4 separate regions of the Anser cygnoides genome follow, and all the other regions are linked to region 1. Evidence: chromatin contacts called from public Hi-C data. All regions are on one chromosome and are shown on one strand. Each heading gives the region's core, a stretch centred on a gene start, on an enhancer-like site or on the middle of the called end of the contact. The rest is flanking DNA. Distances are from core to core; before and after follow the strand shown. Region 1 overlaps LOC125184894 (a long non-coding RNA gene). Region 2 has its middle 77 kb from the start of TMEM63B. Region 3 has its middle 110 kb from the start of TMEM63B. Region 4 has its middle 47 kb from the start of MRPS18A.

Region 1 (3,735 bases), core at 679-3,178:
TGCACAGGAAATTCAGCCCACAACAGCAATGACCAGCTCCCAGTCCACAGCCCAGCCACGTCCTACCTCTAGGCCAGCTCACAGCCTAAATATGGCCATGAAGCCGTTTAATCAGGGTATATTAACATCTGTCTCCCTAAATCCTGGTGAGCAGCACTTCCCTCCAGAAATGCACCCGTGGCTTGGATGGGCTACTCAAGGACTGCAGCTCCTCACTGGGACTAGGAGCCCCAAATCTAACCCTGGGGACAGAGAGCAAAAAGTGTATTTTTTCTAGCAAGGCTCCCCAGTAACAACATTGTTCCCACTCTGCTTGCAGGACATGACACCCTGATGGACAGCACTGGAGGCTGTGTAGCACTGGAACACCAGAGATGCTGCGAGCTGCACAGGGAGCCCAGAGCACAGCATCTGTCCTGGGAGGAGATGTTTACACTGGCTGTTTCACAGCCAGCTCACCGCTTTTCTTCCCACATATGGCTGCTCATGAAGGTGCTGCCTCCGCCCAGTGTTGATCAGAGCACATGAGACCTGGTGTCAACGCTATCTGCAGGCTGAGGGGGTTTCTGTTCCCATCTCCCAGGAAAGATGGAGCAATAGGGCATGTGGAAGTAAAGGTGTTCTCCTACGACCGTAGGGGCTCAGTGAGCCTAGGAATGAGAGGTCTAAAACCCCTCTATAACAAAAAGCATGCTCTGCAACCTAGAGTGGCAAGGTCACACATTGCGGCATCTCTTATTCCTCCAGCACAGCTGGCTCACACAAAAGGCCTGCAATAGGCACGATGGGTTATCCTTACACCAGCTCCTCTCCCAGAGCCCAATCCTGCCACATTCCTGCCTAGGCTGCTGAATGCAGATGATGCAGCAGGTCTGTACGTCAGTATCACCACAGAAGGAGTCCCGTGCTTGGGATGACTTCTCCACCAGCATCATCTGGAACAGTGCACCTGTGCCTTGTACTGTGAAACAGAGACCTCGGTCTCATAAATTCTGTGGGCATCAACCGCTGCCACATCAAACATTGTCCCTGATGTTACTTGTGTGATCTGCATGATCTGCCAGAGCGCAGGGGACATGTGAGGCCATCCTTAAGTGTGAGCACACAGTTTCCCTAGAGTGACAGCTGAAATATTCACCATGACATATTAAAATAAACCAACCCTCCCTCCTTTGGAGCCAGCTTGTGAACATGTAGGGTGTGTGTAGTCAGATGAATGTCACTGCCAGATAACGACATCTCACACAATAATGCAGCGTGAAGAGCCTAAGTGAATGCCAGTTAGTGATCACTGTCACGTCAGTATATTGCAAAATAGCGACTGCTCTGCTCGCTGTTGCCACAGTGTGATTTTGCAGAACCTCAGCACTCACCCCTGAGCAGCTTCTGAGACTGTCCATGGGGAATGTTTCTCTGCTTTCCCTTTGTCCTTGACCATATCTTTATACCAGGTGATTATAAGTGTAATCATGCGCAGGGAAGAAAAAAACAAAAACAAAAACAAAAACAAAAAACTGAAGCCACACAATAAAACAAACATGGATTAGAAAGTGTTGTCTGGAGCATACAAAGAGAAAATATTTGGCTGAAACAAGAGTTTGTTAGAAATAATGGCACATAAATAGGCAATGATAATTCAAGAAGTGGGTCTATGATTCTCTAACCAAAATCACTGTTCCCATCATCTCATTTCTCAATTTAACCTCAGACTTTGCCAGTTCCCTAGCTTAATCAGAGTTCTCCCCTCCATGATGATCAAGAGGGAGCAATTAGGCATAAGGGGGTCTGGAAAAGAGGAACTCAGGCACAGACTGGCTACATGAAAATCCCTTCCCACTGCTTCTGCCTCTTTGCATTTAGACTGTCAGCTTTGCAAAGAAAAGCTATGCACTTTCCTGCAAGCTTGCACAGTGTTTGTACAAAGGTCCTGCACCCAACATTTAAATAGTTGTAGCTAAACAGAGTAAAGTGCCTTACTGTGGGTTTTTCTTTCCTGGGGTAAGGTGCACGCAGTGGGAATCTTTTGAGATCCTTAGCTCTTCCAGCATTTCCCCCTCTATATTCCAAGTTTTTTTGTGATTAAAATCCTAGTTCAGGCAGACTCAGATGAACAAAGAAGTGACCACGAAGAGTTAAGTCTGTTGACATAAACTGATTTATTTCTGGACTAGAGTCCTATTTCCCATCCTGCTTTGCAACCTCAGTTTTACTGGGCAAAATAAGTCTAAATAGTTGTTCGGTGCCAGACACAGCCACCATGGCTGAGGAACGGAGAAGATTTAGCCACTCCAAACCATGGAAGCAGCCATAGGAAAAGAGCTAGTTTCACAACACATGGGAGGCTGTCAGATGCTTCCTCTGACTGGGAAAGGCACAGACTTTCCAGAGTAGATTTAAATCCAAGAGAAATATTTATTTTAAAAGATAACAAAGGATTCACTGTTGACAATAAGATGGTAACAAGCAAGGCCATGCAAGACACACTTTTCACCTATAACCCACATATGTTCAGGGAGTGTCTCACCCCAACCCAACATCTGTCCAGGTATTTGAGCAATGACTTCAGCAGAGATCAGCAGTTGGTAAACATCTACATGAGCTGGGGCAGTACAGCCAGACCTAGGGGTGGCAAAGAGAGCGTAGGCTTAGGTTGTAGCTATACTGCAGCAGGAGGTCTGAGAGCAGCAGCCCACAGCCAGCTTTAGGCCAGACAATTTGGGCATGAAAAAGGTTGTGTCTTTATTGCTGCTGTCACTTGAGCCCCTGAAAAAAACAAGAACATCCAGACACAGTCTGCTAAACCCACTTGTGCTGGAGCCTTCCAGGTGTCATGAGCATCTAAAACCATGTGGGAACCCCTTTTGATATCCCATAACGGGCTTTCTAAAGAGAGTCCTTTAGAAAAGGATCCTAGTAGTAGTAGATGATGACTCTCTACTTTTTTATTTTGCACAGCTGAAGACACACATCCAAGGGTAGCATGTTGTCTGTCAGAAAGCTGAGCTATTTCTGAGATGCTATACATTCATATGGCTTCCAGAAACCCTCAGGACTATAAGTCTCCTTTGGTTCCTTGCATTATATAGAGTTGAGGTCTCTGAGGCACTAAATTACTGTTTAAAGAAATATTTTTACAAAAAAATAAAAAATAAAAAATAAAAAGGAGAAGCATCATTCACAAATATTGCACATATCACATTTTGCAGAATGTCCAATGGACAGTGCAAAAATTTGGTTCTTGAAAGTTGATTTTTTTGGCTTTCCCTCAGTGAGGAGAACAGCATGGTCCCACCTTGAGTTTTGACTCATCTGGCTTCTCTTTCCATCCTTTCCACAAGTCTCAAGAACTACTATTCCCAATCATAATTCCAAGAGTTATTTATTTACTTATTTGTGAGATGTAGAATGCAGGTTATTTTGCAAATGCTTTTTCCTGGTGTTATCGTTACCTTATTTTTATATTGTAAATCCAATAGTTCTCTTCTGGTCATAAAGTCTGTCAAGAATCCAGGATAACAGCAGCAATTCACACGCCTCACTGAGCACAACTAGATTTTTCAGGACAGCAACAATATATCTTTAGGATATCAGAATGCATCACCTATGGCTTTATTATAATTCCCTTCTGCCTGAGGCTGGGGTTCTAGGTCCAGTGGACGAAGGGATTAGAGCAATGGTATGCTCTCACCTTTCTAGTCATTAGTGCTAAGAGAATGCACACAAACCTTAGAAGCA
Region 2 (3,735 bases), core at 889-3,388, 180 kb before region 1:
GGGGTGACGGTCAGAGAACCACTTTCAGCAAAGGGCAGGTGGCTCAGACAGCAAGCCCGAGGGCTGGCACGGCACTCCTGCAACATGGACTCTCCGGAGCTGCTATAAGATGGGCACCTCTGGATAGGGCCCACATCTTTCCGGGGGGGCATTGCTACTGGCAAACAGGGCACTGCAATGAGCCCCCCAGGCCTCTGCCTGGACCAAAAGCCACCACCCAGCTGTGACCCTGCTGCTCTCCCCCATTCCCACCCCAAAAGCCCCTCTGCGTTGGGAGGTAGCCCCGTTGCCCATGCCAAGGCGACCACACAGCGTGGCCACCAGAGAACGGCCGGCTGGCAACAGAAACCAGTTGTCTGGGTGGGAGCCAGGGAGATACTGCAGCCCTGCAGCGAAATACCGCTGAAAGGCCAGAACCGCATGGGAAAGGGCCTCCTCCCCACCTCTCCTCGGATGTGGCAGAGGAGTTTCTTCGGTCTCGTGTTTTTTGCAAGGGGAGGGGCTCGGCGGCCAGAGCCGCGAGTGCTGCCGCACAGTCGGACGATTGTGTGGTAGGTGGGGAGGAGAGGGAACAAAGGCGCAGTGCTGAAAGCACAGCACTACCAACAATCGCAGGGAAAAAAACCAAGCCTTCCCCGTGAGCTCTGCGGCGTGGCACGGCCTCTGCCAGGCCGCTCTCTGCACCAGCTCTGGGGCTCGGTTCCGCTGCCATTCCCTTGGGACCCGCAGCCAAGTGCCACGGTGTGGGCGACAAGATGGACGGGCATGGCGGGCCTTTGGGGGCCAGCCCGGGCAGCACCCCGGCCCCACCACCCCTCTCCCGGGTGCTCCCCGGGGGCTCCCCGGCCATGCCCGGGCCCACGAGGCGCCGAGCCGGGCTCTGCCGGCAGGTGGCAGGGCAGCCCCGCTCCTTAGCCCGGCCCGGCCCCTCGGCGACGCCTGCGGGCATGGTGTCTCCATGAGGGGGCTTGTGGCACCTTGGCATGGCGCCCCGCCACCTCCACCGCCCGCTGCGGGGCGAGGTGTGAGGCCGGGGCGGATGGCTCCGGCTTCGTGTCTTCCTCTGCCATCAGCCCCGCGACACGCGGCCACCGGGAGCTGGAGCCGGTGGCCACGACGGGGAGGCTTGCCTCAGCACCCTGCCCCATGAGTTAGTTGTTCCTCGGCAGCCTGCCTGCAAGGGAAGCCTTGGGCTGGCTGTTCGCGGCCGCCCTACAGTGATGGGCATTTTTATTATTATTAATGGCAGTACGTTCACACCGAGGTTAGGTTACAGCTCCATTGTGAGCGTCTCCACACAAGCGCGGTTGGAGACAGCCTGTACTCCGGGGAACACGCCGTCCAAACAGAAACGGCACCAAAAAGGGCAGGGAAGGGAGGCAGCACGGGGAGAGGAAGCGCTTTCCCCCCCGGCTTCATCCAGCTGGCCGGTGGCAGAAAACAGGCTTTCTACACCCATACAGGCCCCTCATCCTTTGGACTGCACGGTCCTCTTGTGTAAGTGGAATAAATAACCTCTGACTGGCTAGTTTTTGGTGGTTCAGCATTTGTAAATGCTGACCGTTTACCCCTTGGTTAAAGCTAAACTTGCCTTCTCTTTCCCCAGCTGTTTAACGTAGATACAGGGAGCCAGGAGCCCATGCCACTGTGCTCGGGGCTGTGAAGGTAATCATTAACCCGCGGGGCTCCTGCCTGCCCCATGGGTGCCAGAGACCTCCGATGGAGGACCACTGCCCACCCTGCCCTCCCGAGGGCCAGGCCTGGGTGGGCAGCCCCCCGGGCTTACCAGGTGGCCAGCCAGGAGGAGAGCAGGACCACTGCGGGCAGCTGAACTTTTCACTCCAGCTTACAGAGAGGTTTCCAGAGATGCTTCGAGGGAGGGAAGGGGATGGGAAGCAAGATTTGCAGGGGGACCAGCCTGGCTTTTTTGAATTCAGCTGCAGAGTTAGTTAACAAAGTTGCAGGTTCTCAGTCTCTTTTTCTCTTTCTTTGCCAACTCTTTTTTTTTTTTTTTTCCTTCCTCAATATAAATACCCTAGGGCAGTTTCTTTTCTTTTTGGTATGAATGTGATGATCTTTCGGGCCTGCGATTGGCTCCACAGCTTGTCATCGAGGACACACCTCCTGGCGAGGGGCCACCGCCTCCCCCTCTTGTGAAAGCTTCCCCTTGTAACAAGTGAGCGTAATTACATCAGTTACTCACTAGAGCACAGACCTGCTTTAAATTTTGGCCTCTCAGAGCCTTTGAGAAGCTGAAGGACTAGAAAATGCAGTTTCAAAGGCCTGTAGCACTGTGGAGCGTGCAACTCAAGCTGGGCTCTTCCCTCCCAGGAATTAAGGCTCCCAGTCACATGCAAGGAGGAATGAATATCCCTACCAGCCATTGAAATGGCTACCTGTTAGGAGAACAGACCTGCCACACCAGGGGAGGATTTCCGCTTTACCAAAGCCTGGCCCACTGAAAAAAAAATACACATCTGGTCCCTTTTGAATTGAGCCTTGGTGTAAATGAACCAGAAAAGGCCATGCTTCCAGCGGCACCAAGAAGGAAGGGAGCTCGGAGTGAGCTGCAGGGCTGTGGACGATCCCTGTAAAAGAGCAGAGCCAGCTGAACAAAGGCATCTGTGTGCCAAAAGAAAATGTGTTTCACCCAGCAGCAAGGGTCTGCAGGACAGGGCCAGACCTGCTGGGGGGAGAGAGTGACCCTGAAGAGCAGCATTTGTGTACTGGGTGGGTATTGCAGCATCAGCTTGACACATTTCTGACTGATTGGGATGGGAATTTGCAGCGCTTCTCTAGGCTTGATCCAGAAAGGGCTGAGTGCTGGGGGGGAGCATCCTAGCTGTGCACCAGAGGGCAAGGTCCTCCACTGGGGTAAGTCACCAGAGCACATGGGAAGTCAGTGTTCTCCTAGCTGAGAGCCTGCTCCACACTTGCATGGCAGAGCGTGGCTGATAAAGAGGAAAGTTTCTGTGCAAGAAAGAAAGGAAATGGTGTTCTAACTGGAGGAGAGGACTCACTTCATGTCCCAGGGCGTTTGGTCCCTGCAGGGACACAATCCTGACATACAGTAAAGATGCTGCTGCTAATTGGTGAGCTGGAAGGATGCAGATGAGGTGTAGAGGAATTCAAACCATATGTCTGGCTAGAGATGAGTCTTCATGTACAGACATTTGCAGGGTGTCATAACTGCTATTCTGAAACGAGATGAACCTGGGCCTTTTCAAACACGTCTTGCAAAAAGTAGACACCTTTCCCCTTCTCCCCTACAGCTATTCTCTCACAGACAGGTGTTTGCTCAGTGTACTACTGAACAGATCCAGCCCTAGTTCTGGATCAGGCAGAGCAATCCTTGAGCTGTTTCTCACATCGCCTGGCCAGTGGATTGACTGTAGCCTTTTTTTCCTTGTCCATCTCCTTCATTTCTCTGCCCTCCTCCAAAATAGAAATAACCACCTGCTTTCTATCCTGCATCAGAGAAATGTCTTCCTGGAAATGTCATCAGAACTGATGTGCCCCTGTGAAAAATGTAGGTTTTGATGATTTGGCATTTTCCCATGGAAGAAAAAGCTCCTTTGTTTCTCTGCCCAGCTCTCATAGGAAATGGCTCAGTGGCATGCTGTCTATGTTTTCTCCCAGGGACCTGTTCTGGAGCTGCTGAGAAGCTTCCTAGGTCACGGTCCATTCAGAAACTGGCAGGAGTTGCAGGACCAGGCAGGCCTGGTCTGAATACAA
Region 3 (3,735 bases), core at 674-3,173, 150 kb before region 1:
GGAGGAATGTCAAAGCCAGCCTCCCAGTGGGAACCCAAAAGTAGTAAGCAGCTGCACTATCCAGCCTGTCTCGGTGCAGCTCCTTGCTCCACATGGTGTGGGATGCCACGATAGACCCAGTGTGCAACAAAGCAATGTGCCACTGGAAGTCTCCATTACATGATACCGTGCTGGTGAGCCATGGCCCCACAACGACTCGGTAGGGGTCCAGTTTGACCTCATCCAACTCTCTGATGGTAGGCATTGCCCTAAGCAGCAGGACTCCTGGAGACACAAGGCAGGACTGACGGCAGCACATGCTCTCTTGGACACAAAGATCAATGCTGGCTCTCAAGAAACATCAGCCTGTGCTGAAGTGGAAGAGGAAATGGTGCCTTTTCATTAGCACACCGGAGTACTGGCATGTGCCTGCTTCTGTGCCAGCAGGTATTAACGCCCATCAGAGCATGCCAACCAGCAGGCACTGTCTAATCCTGCTGTTGTATAATGAATAAGATTATTGAACTGGAGAACTGAAGGTCAGAGAATGAGAATGAAGGTGTCTGGTGCAGAGCTGCTGTGCTCCACTGAGTTATCAGGGGACACTTCCCTTGTGCCCTGCTCACCACTCCTCCTGGGGGCCTGACCAGTGCTCTTCTTTACATCCAGATGTTCATGGTCAAGAAGGAGGCTATGAAGACCCCAGTCGTTACAGTACAGGCAAGACCAACTTCAGCTCCAGACACTTGTGTCAGCTTGTGCTATATCTGGACATAGCTGGATATGTCCCACTGGATATGTCCCACTGGTCCCACTGGTTTCAGGCTATTATTGAAAGTTAGAGATGCTGCCTGACAAAATAGATGGAAGTTTTCCAAGGGATGAACCTTCCTTCCCGTCAGTGTGTTATGGGCCTGACAGAGGCAGAAGTGGAAGGTGAATATCCAGATTATCTGCAGGTGAAAGATACCAGGAAGTGAAGGGAAAGAGGAAATGCAGGAGTAAGGTCTCAAGAAGGCGAGAAACCCAAGTTATTTCTTTGTATCAGCTCTACATTATAAACAATAGCTTCCATCCCCAGGTCTCATCTCTTTTTCCCATAGCATGCAGAACTGAGAACTCTGAAGATAAAGATCTTTCAGTTCACAGAACGAAGAAAGAGATTACTGCATTACTCTGTAGGGCCTCAGGGAAGATTTGAATGCTTAAGACTTTGGATGGACTTTGAAGGGAACTGCCCTTGAGCAGCCTTTAACTGAAAGGACTGATCTGCAGTCTGAAGCATCTGGGGAGGGGCAAACAGGGTTCTCAGGATTGTATGAAGTCCACAGAGAGCTGAACATCTAATTAATTTCTCCAAACGAAGAAGAATTCCCTATCATCTGCCTTTTTTTGAAATTATCCAGAAATAGTGGGAGGGATCCACAAGCTTGAGGCTAATGCACAACAGCTCTGTTAATCATTTATTAGTGTTTATTTGGTGCGTGTAATGTGTGTGTGGAGATGGCTCTGATGAGCTCTAAACTTCTGGTTCCCATCTGGAAACTCTTGCTGTGCCCAGACTTTGTTCAGACTTTGTTTACCGTCAATTGGCCATCTGGCCTGTCACCAGGAAATACATCAGTACAGGTATCGATCTGTACCATTGATTTTGTGCCACTTCCTCCTCTGGGAGTAAGGAGGAATTCACATGAGAATAACTCATAAAATACTGAGTTCAGCATGCCACCACGGACCCACACAAGGGTCCTCTGTCATGAGGACCTCTCCTCCCTGCCAGTGAAACTGTCTGAAGAAAATAGAGTTCAGATACGGGTATCTATTAGTAAACTGATCAGATGGGACTGCAAGGAATTAGAGGCCTGGGAGGTACAAACTCATTCATCTTGTTTAGGCCAAATGACAGGTTTTTGTTGGGCAGAGGTGCCTGGAGAATATCACGAGGGTGGCTTGCAAGAACTGTCCTGCTGAGGTCTTTGGGCAACATCCACTCAGCTTGGTTTATGGAAGCAGAAAGAACTTGAAAGAAGTAGTCTGTTCCCCAGGCCAGCTGGGTGCTGCCGCTGCTCACGTCTCCTGGGTTTCCAAGGGAAGGCTGACATTCAAACCCCTCCCTTGGAGCAGGTCGTCTCCAGCTGTCTCAGACTCCTCTGATGTGTTCTTCCTCCTTCAAAGCACCGAGCTGGCCTTGGGTCCCTCCTCCTTCATCACTATGCTGGCTGCTGCCACTGCTCCTCCTCCTTCCAGGCGCCCGGCACGGTCTCAGGGGCTCCAGCTCCTGCTTCTTGCAGCCAGCTGACTTGTCCTTTCTGAACAGCGTGAAATATCAGTGAGACACACTGGTGCTGTTGCCCCAGAACAAATAGACCTTAGAAACTCTGCCTTGTGAAGCTGCACTGAGAGAGTGAATTCCTCCTAAGGTAGAGGTGTGCACCACAAATGCAGCACAGCAACAGGTAGAAATGAATGGGATGGGGCTGTTGGCAGCAGCCGAGGAGCTTCCCTGACAGTGGGGTTTCTGTGACCCATCCATGGGCACCGTGGGCCGTGGCCAAGCAGATGGAGTCCTGCCAGCAGCAAAGGTGGCTGCCAGAGGGATGGCTGCCAGATGTTCCAGCTCTCCATGTTCCCAGCCTCCTCATTTCCAGGGAAATCAAAAGAAAAAAAAATAATAAATTTAGACATGAGGACTGAACTAGCTATCACTGGCTGCTTTGGTGTTGAATACAGATTCCTCCAGGCTCGGATGGGAAGAAGTGAGTGTGGACTTATTTTAGAAGAGTTTAGGGAAGAGGTCAGGGTTTCCTGAATGCAGAAATGAAGAAGAGACCTGCATTCACATGGGGAGCACTGCAGGCCTCTCAACTGATGGCTGGCATCAATAGACAGTCTGGGAGAAGTGCTCACCTGGGTATGGAGAACACTCATACAGGCCCTGCACTCTACATAGCCGGGAGAAATCCGATGATATATGAAGCTCAGTGTCTCAAAACATCCCTGAATTCATCTGAATGCAGATGAATATAAACTAAAAGTTGTACAAAACTGCTACAGGAAAAGACTTCTCAATTTTACACTGAGGAAAAAATAAATAAATTTGTTAGGACCTCTTGTCCCAAGAATTAAATGAACCGTTTGACCTTCCATGTCCGCTGTTTCTGAAAGCAGAACACACCTGATGGACAAAAGGAAACACCATCCTATAGGCATTTCTGTTTCCATGTTCGTTCAGTTTGTGCCACAATCCATAATCCAGTGCCACCATCCACTGTATTCTAGACCCTGACAGAGCTGTCTTGAGTGTCTTGCCACGTGGCCGTGGAGCATAACCTTTCTTCAGTTCAGAATAGATATCCTGTAACAAAATAATGTACTTAGAGGGACTGCAAATAGACGTTAAAAAAAAAAAAAAAAAAAGTAGGAGGAGCATTTTCAGGAAGGCTAAAAACAAACAGCAGCATTATGGAGACATTTATTTACAGGCTTACAAAAAAATGGGTGGAAATCTGCTAACAGGCCAGTTTTGCTGTCTCTATTGTTTTCTGCTCTAGCCTCCCTAAATTTTGCTAGTCCCTTTTCTTCAGTGGGTATGAACTGGAGGACTTGCTAACAAGTGAAACCAAACTTTTCAAACCTCCTCACCTCAAAGCTGGCTCCAAGAGCCAATGTTAGGCAGCTGGAAATTGTTTTAAATAGCTCTAAGGATGTCTAATGCCATTCATCCAGACGCAGCAAGCTTCTGAAACGGGCTGTTCT
Region 4 (3,735 bases), core at 847-3,346, 130 kb after region 1:
AAAATAAACCCTTAATTTCAGGCTGTTTGATGCTGTTGCAACTCCCCATCACCAAGAGTAGCTGTATCCTTTGACACAGCAGTTCCTAGAGCACGTTTTAAGGGCAAATCAGCCTCAGTTAATAACCGTTTTTGGATTGCTTCATTTTGCATACCACATGCTAACCGCTCCCTTGACGCAGCATTTAAACTCTCTCCAAACTGGCAACACGCTAGTAATTTCCTTAGCCCCCCCACCTCCTTACCAACACATATTTAGAAATTGTTTCATTTTGCTGTTTTTTGTTGGTTTTTATTGCATTTTTCAGGAGCTCAAATGCATCACTATCACCACTGCCTTTATGGAGAGAGGGGCTGGGAAAATTTCCGCCATCTCGGCAAGCGTTCCACCAGCTAGTTTAACAGCAGCTACTAGCCTGTGGTTTCCTCCTCGGTTTTTCAGCAGTCACGGTATTCCTGGATTATAATCCCACCCTGGTCACCATTTCTTGTTTTGCTTTCCTTCTCAGACATAACACGAAGAGCCACACGGTCACGGATGAGCGCGTGCTGCATACACACAGCAGCTTCTCCCACTACATCCTGGCCACGAGCGTGGAGCAAACTTTGCTTTCTCGTTTGGCACTTCAGCCTGTCTTCTTAACCATTTATTTGCTCCCTGCAGGCTGTGCAGCTCCAGGATGTAAAGATCTGGTTTGATTTAGAGTATCTGTGACCCGATTGCAGCACCGGTTGATCTCTGCATCAGCTGATGGTTTTGTGTTGTAAATCCTCTCTGGCTGGAGCTCGGGCACACAGGCTGTTGTGTGTAAGTGGTTGGAGGTGTTGCTGCAGCCCTGAAGGGCCATGCCATAACCCCCTTTACCACCAGCACAGTCTCTCCAGCCCCAGAGCACCGCTTTTGGAGGGTGGGATGGGGAACGCATAAAAAGGTACCTTTTGGGAAGGGAGATGGAAGGACAGTCCAGGCACCAGGCTGGGGAAAGGCATTTTTACCATCTCCCAGCCCCACTCTGTGTTCTGGCAGAGCTGTGGAAATTCACCTGCAGTGTTACATCATGAGGGCCTGGCTCAGAAAGCTGAAAGGCTTCACCTCACCAGAGTCAGGCACTCGAGCACCAGCTGCGGGCGCAGCAGCATGGCTGGAAAGGTACTGAGGCCACGGTGACTCACAGGTAGGAGTCACGTCAGGAAGGGGATACCAGCTTGTATCGCCGTCCCCTCCCAGTTCGGTTTCAGTGGTTGCTGCTTGGCTCCTGCTGGTGGCATTTTCCATGCAAACTTGGCAGCGACACCAGTGCCCAGGATTAGCTTCCTCTGCAGGGGGAAGGGAAAGGCAGGTGATACTTGGGGTCGTGCCAGGCTGATCCTCACACAGAAAGACAATCTGGCTCCCTCTGGGCTCCGATGCTTTCTCTTGCCTCGTCCCAGAAGGGCTTCCTAAAACCCAAGTACGTTGCTCCTGGTGGCAGTGTTGCAGCCTGGACTGGCGTGATGCTACGGCAGTGAGGGGCATGGCAGGACCACCCCACCATGGCTGTCATGACCGGCTTGTTTCTGGGGCTCATCATCCCTCCCCGGCGTGCCCCTGCTCCCCCTGCCTTGCTCGGGCACCACACACACGCCAGACCTCCCAACAGCTGCAAACTCTCACTGCTTGTACAGAAAACAGCAGGCCAGCAACCGCCCTCTGTTTTCTTTTAGCTTAAATATGATAAATGTCAGAGAAAAGATGAGGAATTACTTTGGCCTGAGGTTCAGGACAGACAGCAGCAGATGTCAGGCCATGGGCAGATTTAGGGTGATGCCTTGCCTCATGCTATATTAAAGAGCATTGGTGTCTTGCCCCAGGAAAGGGGTACTGCCGCCTTCCCCAAGGCACCAGGTTAAGCATCAGATCTGCAGAGCCTCAAGGCTGCCTAACACAGCACTGAGCTCAAAATCATGATTTAGCCTGGTGGAAGATGCTGTGCAAGGAGCATCTGGGGGTGAGGGGCTGCAAATGGAGACTGAGGTACCCCAGCTCCAGCAGGCTTCGGGAGCTGCGGGACATGAGTGAGGAAAGAGACTTCGGACAGGATTAGCTGCAGGTGGGAATGAAGAACATGGGCTGAGCTGCAGGGAGGACATTTCCACAGCTGCTGTTTGCAATGTGCCCGGCTCTTGCCTCTGCTCGTGGTCTACTCACCTCTCACGAGCCACAGTTGTTTGTTTGTTTGCAGTGATTTCAAACCCAAGAGCAAAGCCTGAGCTGCCTGGAGCAGTGCTGCTGTCCGCTCCCACCAGCTGACCTCACATGTGTGCATGCAGGAGGAGGTATGTACACCATACTGCAGCCATCCAGGACCTGCTGCTTTAAACTCCAGCCATAGGTGTTGCATCAGGTTATGTAAAGTTCAGTTGCATCACGCACTGTTGCACAATGCAGCCTGCTCCTGACAGCGTGCCAGGCCCCGGCTTCATTCATCGATCAGGTCTCGTCGGCCGGAGCAAGCTGGCCAGGAGAAAGGTGCCTGCTCCTTGGGGTACCCTGCTGTGGAAGCCACCTCTTCCAGCTCACGACACCCTCCCAAAATGCGGGGGCAGAGCTGCCACCCAGGTCCGTGTTGCCATCATCACCAGCCATCATTATGACAGAACATTGGCACCAGGGCTCCATGAGAGTACAAGGCATGAGCTGCTCACCTGGCCACCCAGAGCAGGAACCATCTCTCCTCAGTGAGCTCCCCGCCACACATCCCCTGGCGTTGTGGGAGCCAGCACCATCCTGCCACAGTAAGTCATCAAAAATGTGCCATTTCAGAGCCATGTGCCCATCCCACTGTTGGTGTCCCCATATGGTACCTTGTGCAGGTGGTGCCGGGCAGCCTGGCATGGCATTGAGCCCGGCTGGTGCAGCCCCTCTGCCTCCATCCCCGCTGTATTTGTGTCCCTGTGGTCTGCAGAAACCATCAGGCATGGGCCAGGGCACTGCACCAGCTTGAGCAGTTCAAGCCCTAGGCTGATGGAAAAGATGGAGATGGGAATGGCCCATCCAAAGCAGCTGGATATAAGAGAACATCAGGAGCACATCTGAAACATGAAGGGGTTTAGAGGCAGCACCTAAACACCCAGGCCCATCTCCAGAGAGCTCCTGACCCCCACTGGGCTCCTGTGCATCTCCTCTCCCCGGACGTGCTGCGACACCCGTGGTGGCAGGCTTGGCGGTGTTGAGCTGCCAGTGGACTCATTGCTATTGTGTGAAATGCTCCCTTCTTGCCAAATGGCTCCCCTCCTCTGCTAGCAGCGCAATCCCGCGATGACCCACTCCAGGGTGCGGCAGTGCAAGCAGTGGCCCATCCACCGGGCTGAACTGGGTGGAAGCCCTGCGGCATGGGAGGGTCTCCTCTGGGAAGGGTGCGGGGGGACCTACCTGCGCAGAGAGGTGCTCTGTCCCCCTCCAGTGGCAGAGGCCTTCAGGAAGCAGCAGCCAGGCTTCGCTCTCCCAGTTCGCCAGGCCACAGCCATCTCTCGTGCTTTTGGCAGCAGAGCCTGGGCACTCAGGTCCTGCTGGTGGTGGCAATGCCATGTGTCGTAGCCGTGGTGGGCTCCAAAGCCACCAAGGCATCATGCCAAGGAAGTCCCATCCAGGAAGATGCCCCGGCAGGACATCCTGTCACCCGTAGGAGACCCCAGCCAGCCACGGCCTGGTTGTGTGCAGACCCTGATCTGCATGCAGAGCTGCGTGGCTGCAATA

Evidence for each region. Hi-C and Micro-C count contacts between places; a contact is called where the count stands out from the background.
Region 2: a Hi-C map of liver shows a contact between it and region 1, with 3 times the contacts expected there. The contact joins two enhancer-like sites. A contact is called at or near these places in 2 of 7 Hi-C or Micro-C datasets (both in liver).
Region 3: a Hi-C map of liver shows a contact between it and region 1, with 4 times the contacts expected there. The contact joins two enhancer-like sites. A contact is called at or near these places in 2 of 7 Hi-C or Micro-C datasets (both in liver).
Region 4: a Hi-C map of liver shows a contact between it and region 1, with 2.2 times the contacts expected there. The contact joins two enhancer-like sites. A contact is called at or near these places in 2 of 7 Hi-C or Micro-C datasets (both in liver).

Annotation. Positions count from the first base shown.
Region 1 is chr3:34,190,978-34,194,712 of Taihu_goose_T2T_genome, forward strand. LOC125184894 (a long non-coding RNA gene) reads left to right here. Exons shown (of 2, transcript XR_007169513.2): 2 at 320-2,167. Among named protein-coding and RNA genes, the nearest start is that of VEGFA, 69 kb to the right of the region's middle. Within about 2 kb of position 1,929, at least 1 of the 3 cell types and tissues checked has open chromatin away from gene starts, as enhancers often do. A contact at or near this core is called in liver, where this site is marked.
Region 2 is chr3:34,006,388-34,010,122 of Taihu_goose_T2T_genome, forward strand. No RefSeq gene overlaps it. Among named protein-coding and RNA genes, the nearest start is that of TMEM63B, 77 kb to the left of the region's middle. Within about 2 kb of position 2,139, at least 3 of the 3 cell types and tissues checked have open chromatin away from gene starts, as enhancers often do. A contact at or near this core is called in liver, where this site is marked.
Region 3 is chr3:34,037,183-34,040,917 of Taihu_goose_T2T_genome, forward strand. No RefSeq gene overlaps it. Among named protein-coding and RNA genes, the nearest start is that of TMEM63B, 110 kb to the left of the region's middle. Within about 2 kb of position 1,924, at least 2 of the 3 cell types and tissues checked have open chromatin away from gene starts, as enhancers often do. A contact at or near this core is called in liver, where this site is marked.
Region 4 is chr3:34,324,720-34,328,454 of Taihu_goose_T2T_genome, forward strand. No RefSeq gene overlaps it. Among named protein-coding and RNA genes, the nearest start is that of MRPS18A, 47 kb to the right of the region's middle. Within about 2 kb of position 2,097, at least 2 of the 3 cell types and tissues checked have open chromatin away from gene starts, as enhancers often do. A contact at or near this core is called in liver, where this site is marked.